3 separate regions of the Mus musculus genome follow, and regions 1 and 2 are each linked to region 3. A link is a contact called in public Hi-C and HiChIP or PLAC-seq data. All regions are on one chromosome and are shown on one strand. Each heading gives the region's core, a stretch centred on a gene start, on an enhancer-like site or on the middle of the called end of the contact. The rest is flanking DNA. Distances are from core to core; before and after follow the strand shown.

Region 1 (2,716 bases), core at 49-2,548, 400 kb before region 3:
GTAAGAATGAACTTAGGAATTAGAACATATGGAGCCGGGCGTGGTGGTGCCCGCCTTTAATCCCAGCACTCGGGAGGCAGAGGCAGGCGGATTTCTGAGTTCGAGGCCAGCCTGGTCTACAGAGAGAATTCCAGGACAGCCAGGGCTACACAGAGAAACCCTGTCTCGAAAAACAAAAAAACAAACAAAAAAAAAGAATATATGGAAATAGCAGAATGTAGCATGGTACTATTTCCTAGGTTTCAAACCACACTCATCTGAGTATACTGCAGAGCTGAGATGTCTTTGTGCCTCTGGGCTGTTACTAGTTTCTGAGTGTGGTGTGCCTCCCTACATTCATAGATGACACGTGTTAGACTCGGGCTGAGCTGCAGCCTCGTTTATAGAGAAAACCAAACAGGAAAGTACGTGTGAATATGCAAGGTGTGCACACAGCTCCTGAGCAGTTGTAGAGGATTTAGAATTAATCTCACTAGGTGTAGAGTTAATCTCATTATTGGGGTATATAACACAGTTAATTGTTTTTTGCATTTAGACACAGATGTTCTGTTCTTTCATGGGGTTCATTTAAATTGTGAGTTATTTTAAAGGCAAACAATTTTTCTCTTATAATAAAGGGCTCCTAATTAGAGGACTGTGGATGCCTAATTACCTTGCAATTATCATTGTAAGATATGAAGGTTGACATAGAAATGATAGCAGCACATGCAGTATTGTAGTCATTAAGCAAAATTGTAGGTTTTTTTCATATTTTCTCAAGAAAAAATACCATGAAAATTATTGTTACCAACATTTCTTTGAATGACAGAAATTTCTGTAGCCTGAAAATTGGCCTTTGTAAATTTTTTAGTACATACTTGTGCACAAAGTAAAAGTGCTTTGTGTGTTTGATTCAATCCTCTGTGTTTTGTTCTAAAACTGGGTCTTATGTAGCCCAAGATGGTTGGAACTTCCTGTGTCCAAGGTTGAGTTTTTAACACCTGCCCCTTCATCTCCCAAGTACTGGGATTACAGGCATGTGCCACCATACCTGGACAATTACGTTTTTTTTCTGGGCATTTATTTGCTACACATGTGTACTATATTCCCCAATATTATGACAAGAAAGAGGCAAAATTTAAGAAAGGACTTGATTTCTTTTTCATCTATTCAGTAGCTCTTTCTACCTAGTTCTTAGGTAACTTTTAACTTGAGAGGCTGAGGTAAAGAAGAATTTGATGTGGGTGTGCATGCATGCACGCACGCACACGAACACACCCACATCAAGTGTGTGACTCACAAGGTAAACATTAGGTGCCTTCCCTTCTTAGTTTTTTGAGACATGGCCTTTAATCTCTTCTCCTAAGCTCGCAGGTCAGTGAGCTCCAGGGACTTACCCATCTCCTTCCTGCCCTCAAGCTCTGGCATTACAGACATGCTGCTGTCACACCTGACTTTCATGTCTGTGGATACCACACTCACACTGCAGGTACTAGTTCACCATCTTCAGGCCCAGGAGTCAGGTGTTCTGATGGCAGATAATAGGCAAAAAGTTATAGTCGTTTTTTTGTTCTTTTCGTATTCCTAGGAATTGCTGCTATTTTTAAAAATTACATTTGACAAATTTGAGCAAAGCCCATTATGTTTTAATTACATTAAATATGTTTGTTCTGATTTAAAGATGTGGAACTTTTTCAGTTCAATAAAGTGTAGTTAAATATGGGGGGAAATTTTATTTTATATATATTTTTTGGCTCTTTATTTAGAAAGTTGATGAACTTTGAGCTAGCATTACTTTGATTTGTTCCTTTGTACACACACACACACACACACACACACACTACAGCTGTCATTATAGCTAATCATAAAATTAATTTGAAGTTCTATTGTAAATTCATATTTTATCATTCACAGTGCTGACCTGGAGTCCTGTCCTGTTCTTTTCTTGTCCTTTCTTTCTCTTTCTTCTTTTATTGTTATATAAATGCCAAATTTTACAAAGTCAGCCTAAAGTAGCATATTCCTGTGTTCTGTAAATGGAGACTAGTAGTCTCTAACATCTGAAACTCTAACAAAGCATTTTTTATTTTTGTTTTTAAACACTTGCTTATCATCAGCGGTGAGATCTGTGAGTCTTTATACATTGTCCCTCCTACCTCTGACACCAGTAGCAAGTCCAGGAAACAGCTTGATGGACTTTACATTTTTATGAATTTATTTATAGTAATACATACAGTTATTCATTAAAATGTTGAGTGGCTAGTGATTATTATATTTTTAGGTGTTTGTTTTTATTTCCTTGTTTGTTGCTTGTTTGCATTTTGAGATGAGGTGGTGTTTGTTTGCTTGTTTTGGCCAAGCTCTTTGTTTTTAGACACTTTCTTTGTGTGTAACTCAAGCAGGCCTTGAACCCACTATGTGGCTTAGACTGGCTTCTGAATGGCGGGTGATCAGGCAGACCTCCCAAATACTGGGAGGCACTGACACTTTCTTAGGTCTCTAACACTGTGCTACTGTCATCCTTTGTAAACTGCTTCCCACATCCCTGCACTTTGACTGGCTAGCTTCTCAGGGCTACCGGAGAAGTAAAACATGCAGTACTTAGTAAAATTAAACCTCCACTGTCACGAGTACTTTTATCGCAACAGCCTAGTTTTATTAAGAAAATAATTTCTTCCTATTTCTACTGCCCTTTCTTTCTTCCTTCCATGTGTCCTTCCTTCAGCCATTCCTTCCC
Region 2 (2,700 bases), core at 86-2,585, 380 kb before region 3:
ATCACCAAATACAATTCTTTACTTTGTAGTATTTTTTGTTTGGTTGACTTTTCTTAAATAGAATTAATTGTATATAACAAAAAGTTTGGGATACCTTAGCCATGAAAGAACTTGATATGGGAGTAAATCCTAAAGTATGAAAAATCTGAAATGCTCCAAAATCCGAGACTTTGTTAGAGCCATCTCAAGCATTCACAAGGTTGGGGGGTCTAGATTTTCAAGTAAGAGATACTCAGTTTGAAATAGTCTTGAAAGTAGTTTCAGTCTAAAAATACAAGAAATCAGAACTACTTCTCGTCCCAAGCATTTCACATGGGGGCAAAGTAACCTCTGCTGAACTGTGGTGTCTTTGAAGCCTGTGTAACAGAACGTTTTTGTTTTCCTACAGTTTGCGCTTAGCTTTATTAAATGAGGCAAAAGAAGTAAGAGCAGCCGGGTTGCGAGCGCTGCGCTATCTCATCCAAGATTCCAGTATTCTCCAGAAGGTGCTAAAACTGAAAGTGGACTATTTAATAGCTAGGTAATGTTCTGAGACGTGCCTGTCTTTCTTATGCCTTTAAAGTTTTGTGTTTAGCATCCAGCCAAACCTGTACAGATTTTTGGTGTAAAGCTTAATTTTGCAAAGGTGCATGATCAAGTAAGACCAAGACTAATGGTGTTTTTAGCAAAGGAGGGACTCCCTTTATACTTTCAAGCAATTGTAAATAGTTTTCTCCTTAGAGATTTGTTTTCCTGTCTTTGCATTTCACATTACATGTTAATTAATGTGTATAATCGACATATGTAAGTATACATTTATTGTTTTCTCATCATCTGTAAGGTTCTTCCACATTGATCATATCTGTTTTTAAATTTTATTTTTGCTATGAAGTATTTGGTCTTATGCTTAGGACATGCTTGAATCTGTTCATTCAGGATAGTTTTCAGTGTTGAGCTATTTTGAATGAATCTGCCCTGCAATCTTGTGTAAGTCTGTGAGGTGCTCACTTCTTAGAAGCAGGCATAGAGAAGGAGATGTTGGAACCTGATGCATGTGTGCTTAGCTATGTGATTGTGGTCGGCATCCCTCTCTCTTTGTAAAATGTATTTTTATTCTTTAATCCCTTTTTACAGTCTGGACTTCATCCCCCATCCACTCCCTATCCCATACCTTCCTCACCCCAGTGTCCAAAAGGATGTCCCCACCCCCATCCCACCCCCACCCCACCAGGCCTCCTCTCTCCCTGGGGCCTCAAGGGTTAGATGCATCTTCTCTCACTGAGGCCTGACCAGGCAGTCCTCTGCTGACTATGTGTTGGGGCCGCAGGTTTTTTCTTAAGACACGGCACTGATCATTTAGATGCCGTGACTGTTTGGTGAGCTTTAGTCACACTTACTGGGTTTGGGACTTCTGTTGTTTGTTGCGGTAAATCTCCTCCCAAATAGGCCCGGCAATGAAAACACAACACAGTTACTATGATTACATGCTGTGTGCCTAGATTGGGCAGATCTACCGCTACACTACCATCTTCCACAGCTTGTGAGACCCCCTTAGAACTTGCAGTTTCTTCAGGCCATGTGCTTCTCCTCCGGCTCTTCTTCTTCCTCCTCTGCGTCCTCTCTCTCATTTTCTCCTTCCTCTCTCTCCCACCTTCCACTCCACCTTCCCTTTTATCTGCCTAATCATCAGCTCTCCTTTATTTTACAAATTAAGGTGGGAAGCAGGTTTACAGGAAATTACCTGAGTGCTGACTCATTCCTTGTTCACAACCCCTCACAAGAGAATGGAATTAACATCAAATACAGTTAGCCCCAGGGCTATCCACAACAGTTGTTTGTTGTGGGTTAATTTATTTATTCCTGTTGTTGTATTACTTTGTTTTGACAGGGTTTCTGCTACAAATTCCAGGCTGGCTTCAGGCTTACTGATTCTCCTGTCTCACCCTCTTTAGACATTGTAGTGGAGGCAGTGCCATTATTTTTTCTTCTGATTTTTAGCTACTAATATATAGATAATAGGACGTACTGTCTTCTTTTACAGCAGCCTTGGTAAATCCCTATAGTTTCCCCAGTCTATGGAGTCCGTGGGCCTCCCATGCTTGTGAACTCCTGAGGACTCACCTCCAGGACCCTTAGCCTTAGTCTTGCTTCAGTCCTCTGCTTCTCGAGAACTGCACTGCATCCGGACGTCCCTCGTTCGCGTGGAAGGTGCCAAGTACTCCACTGGCTTGACTTTGCGTAGCTGTTAGTAAACTATGGCCCTCACTTGTATTTTTGAAGTCAATTCATTCATTCATGATGGCTTCTCATTTCTAAATAGACTGAACACATTGGTATTTAGTTTTTAGTTCTGCTAATACATACTTCTGCTTTGGGTACTATGTAAAGATACTATGTAAAACTTGTGACTTGTGTTAGTATTTCCCCTAGGTGGTTACAACTAGACCATGAACCTTACAGGGGTGGGTTTTGTTTGTTTTAATTGTGGCTTACTTTGCTTGGTTGATACAGCACTGTTGAGTTTTCTGTGTTGGTGTGTGTCTGTTTGGGACTCACTAAGGCTTGACTTTGGTGTCTTGGAGAGGTCTGTCTGGGTGCTGCTTCCTTCTGTCCTTGTCTGGTCCTGTAGCATCCGTCAGACACTCTCCTGCTGCACAGCTCCCGTCACATAAATAAATTCAAGCTTCTCACCTTACGACATGGGCGTTTTTTGTCTCATTT
Region 3 (2,896 bases), core at 159-2,658:
ATGAAAATACTTTTGTTAGCTCCTAAAAGCTCTGTGAGCCATAGGTGCTGTGTCTAATAGAAAAGACAGAATACTGCAATATGAATACCAAGTCTCTCAAGTTGTGGGAAAGAATGGGGATAAAGGAAAAGCAATATGGTCCAACTTAAATGGGGGCGGGTTCAGCACAGTCCAGAAACAGTCATGGACAGCAGGAGGCACTTCATGTTCAAAATATGCACTTTAGTGGAGTTGGTCACTAGGATACTCTTAGTGACTTTATTTTGAAAGATGTTATTAAGAATTTATTTTTTCATGCAGTATATTTTCAGGTGTCTTGTTGCCCATTTTGGAGTTACATTATTAACGGGGGATATTTATTTTAGAAAATAAGCTTCATCCTGCCGATTTGCAAATTGCTGTAGATTCTAAAGTCTAGAATTTCAGTCAAAGGTCCCTCACAAACTCCTTGGCCCTGGCGCACCAGATAAATCACATCTGAAAACAAACAAGCGGCTCCCTATGGAAGGTGTGTCTGCACAGCCATGTGACTGCGTGCCAGTGGCTCCGTCTGGCACATTTCTGAACTTTGCAAAATTAATTGTGCTAAAGAGAACACCATCAAACGCGTCCGGCACAGAGCGTAAACATCTTCAAACCACGACTCTGCGCCATAAAACACTCCTACCAATTTCATTTGGTGCATTACTCTGGAAGGAACACCGAGGCCAAGTGAAACTGCGGAAATGGGAACAATGCACGGAGGAAAAATCTCACCCCATTAAGGGATCCGTTTCTTCTCTGCACAAATAAGCCCAACACGCCTCAGAGGCACGACTAGATGGCTCCAGGATGTTCTCAGTTGCCCCCGCAGGCCCTCAGGAGCTGAGAGGTCCCCTCACCAAGAAAGTAGGGGAACTGAGTGGCAGCGCCCCGGCTTGGGGGCAGTTTAGGTAATGCACAAAATCAGAAAGAAAGAAAGGAAAAAAAAAAAAACCCGCAGTAATTGGCGTCCGTGTGCCTTTTCGGGGCGACACGAGTTTCCTCCTCCGCGCACGGCTTGCAAAGTGCAATGACAGCGGTTTGGGAGCCGCGCTGCTTCCCGCAGGGCCGCCTGGGCTCCGCTGGCCTTTCCGGAGGCTTTGCACCCGCAGGGCCGCTGCGCTCTCGCCCGCCGCTCGGTGACCTTGCAAGGCTGGCCGCGCGACCGGAGTCTCGGCAGAGGCACCTCCCTGGGCGCCGGGCCCGCGCGCGACCCAGAGGCTCCGACTCACGCGCGGCCTCGCGGGCCCGCGGGCCCGCGTCCCCGTGCGCGCGGCAGGGACGGCGGAGAAGGCTGCGGGGGCGCGCGGGGCGGGGCCTGGGCGGGGCCTGGGTGCTGCGCCCCCCGCCGAGCTCCTCGCAGGCGCCGCCTCCGGGCGCGCAGTCTGCGCCGGAGCGTCTCGGCAGTGGCCGCGGCCGTTATCGTCGCCTGGCGCTGCGGTGGCTCGCGGGGTTGGGAGAAGGCAGCGGCGGCCGGTCGTCGGTGGCCGCTAGAGCCGGCCTGCAAGGGGACAGGGGCGCCAGGACGGCGGCTGCTACCACCGGACTGCTCCTTCAGGACTGCAGTCCTGTGCTGCAGGGTCCGGGCTGCCCCGGGGCGGCGGCCGACTGGGATGGCAAGATAGCGGCGCGGGAGCGGCTGGTGAGTGCGGGGGCGCGGCGCGGCAGCCCGGAGCGCGTGCGGGGGGCGCGTCCCCGGCTCTGGGGCAACGCCACTCGGGCTCACGCCGTCCGTGCCAGCCGAGGGGTCAACCCTGCAGCCCGCGCCCACGCGGGCTACACCGCGGGAAACTTGTGCGGCGCGAAGGGCACTGAGTTCCAAGGCCAGAGGTTACCAGGGGGATGGGCAGGACCTTTAATTCCCCATTCGGAGCTGCGACCTGCCAGATGGTTTCCTGCCCCTAAACCTCAGCGCTTCAGAAAAGTAGTTCCTCGTCCTTTCTGTTTTGATGGTGCATTTGACTGACCTGTCTGTAGTTCTAGGTGCTTGTGTCCGAAGGCGCTAAACTTATTAAACTCCCAAGTTAAAGTGTAGGCAAGCAAAGTTAGGCTTCCTAATGGATGGCTTTCCGGATGTGTTGTCTAAAGCACAAAGCTGAGATCGTGGACCCAGACGCACAGAAAACTGCACAGCAAGTGTTGTGAACTTACACAGGAGCTTGAGTTATGTGATTCTAGCCCCCACTTCAGCTGCCAAGACACACGAATCTTTCGTTTACACTAGGGTTATCTTTGGGTCCCTTTCTGTAGCTGTGTTTAATGCAGTCAGATACTGAAAGGACACGTGCGCTGTTACTGACTGACAGTTACATGCATTCTTTGCGTTTACTTTGTTTCTTTAAAGTGGGTTTTTCAGCAGAACTTTCAGTTTAAACTTTGCCATCCAATGCCTTCCCTTGCATATTTAACCCAGCAAATAATATTTGCTTAGAGTTGACCTGACTTTACGTTAGTCAGGAGTTCAAAAGCGGTGCCCACGTTATATTTAAAGCACCGCCCCCAGTGAAAAACTAAAGCATTTGTTTATTGCAACTGATGCCGTCCCCTCCCCTTGCAGGATTATCTTGACACAGATCTGAAGTCATACTCCACTAGGAGCAGAGGCTCCTCGGGTGAGACTGGCAGAGGGAAGCAAATCTCAGCATAGCCTGTGCTTTTAAAAAACACTGGACTGTGCTCTTTTCTTTCTCTCCCTGACTTTCCTTCTTCCAACCAGGTGGAAACTGTGTTCATTTGGAGGCATCCATGAGGAACCTTAAGCTCAGTTTCAATAGGAGGCGTATTGTCAAGGAGGCCGGAGCTGCTGTTTGCTCTCAGGCCAGAGTTGAGCTGAGGTGTGTTTGCCTTGTGAGAGGTGAGATCACAGGCTGCTCTG

What was found. Hi-C and Micro-C count contacts between places; a contact is called where the count stands out from the background. HiChIP or PLAC-seq counts read pairs in DNA pulled down with a chosen protein or histone mark.
Region 1: a contact with region 3 is called in an HNF4G HiChIP or PLAC-seq map of pancreatic cancer cells. The contact joins the enhancer-like site here to the promoter of Lifr in region 3. A contact is called at or near these places in 3 of 39 promoter capture datasets (embryonic stem cells, hippocampal neurons and liver), 5 of 484 Hi-C or Micro-C datasets (cardiomyocytes, cerebral cortex, liver and 2 more) and 4 of 115 datasets of contacts at active chromatin or transcription factors (embryonic stem cells and pancreatic cancer cells).
Region 2: a contact with region 3 is called in a Hi-C map of embryonic stem cells, with 1.8 times the contacts expected there. The contact joins the enhancer-like site here to the promoter of Lifr in region 3. A contact is called at or near these places in 2 of 39 promoter capture datasets (embryonic stem cells and hippocampal neurons), 1 of 484 Hi-C or Micro-C datasets (embryonic stem cells) and 1 of 115 datasets of contacts at active chromatin or transcription factors (embryonic stem cells).

The regions. Positions count from the first base shown.
Region 1 is chr15:6,725,318-6,728,033 of GRCm38.p6, forward strand. The region is part of intron 2 of Rictor (RPTOR independent companion of MTOR, complex 2); the gene reads left to right. Among named protein-coding and RNA genes, the nearest start is that of Rictor, 18 kb to the left of the region's middle. Within about 2 kb of position 1,299, at least 39 of the 459 cell types and tissues checked have an H3K27ac peak or open chromatin away from gene starts, as enhancers often do. A contact at or near this core is called in pancreatic cancer cells, where this site is marked.
Region 2 is chr15:6,745,061-6,747,760 of GRCm38.p6, forward strand. Rictor (RPTOR independent companion of MTOR, complex 2) reads left to right here. Exons shown (of 38, transcript NM_030168.3): 5 at 389-520. Among named protein-coding and RNA genes, the nearest start is that of Rictor, 38 kb to the left of the region's middle. Within about 2 kb of position 1,336, at least 15 of the 459 cell types and tissues checked have an H3K27ac peak or open chromatin away from gene starts, as enhancers often do. A contact at or near this core is called in embryonic stem cells, where this site is marked.
Region 3 is chr15:7,128,164-7,131,059 of GRCm38.p6, forward strand. It overlaps Lifr (LIF receptor alpha), which reads left to right and starts at 1,409. Exons shown (of 20, transcript NM_001358593.1): 1 at 1,409-1,663.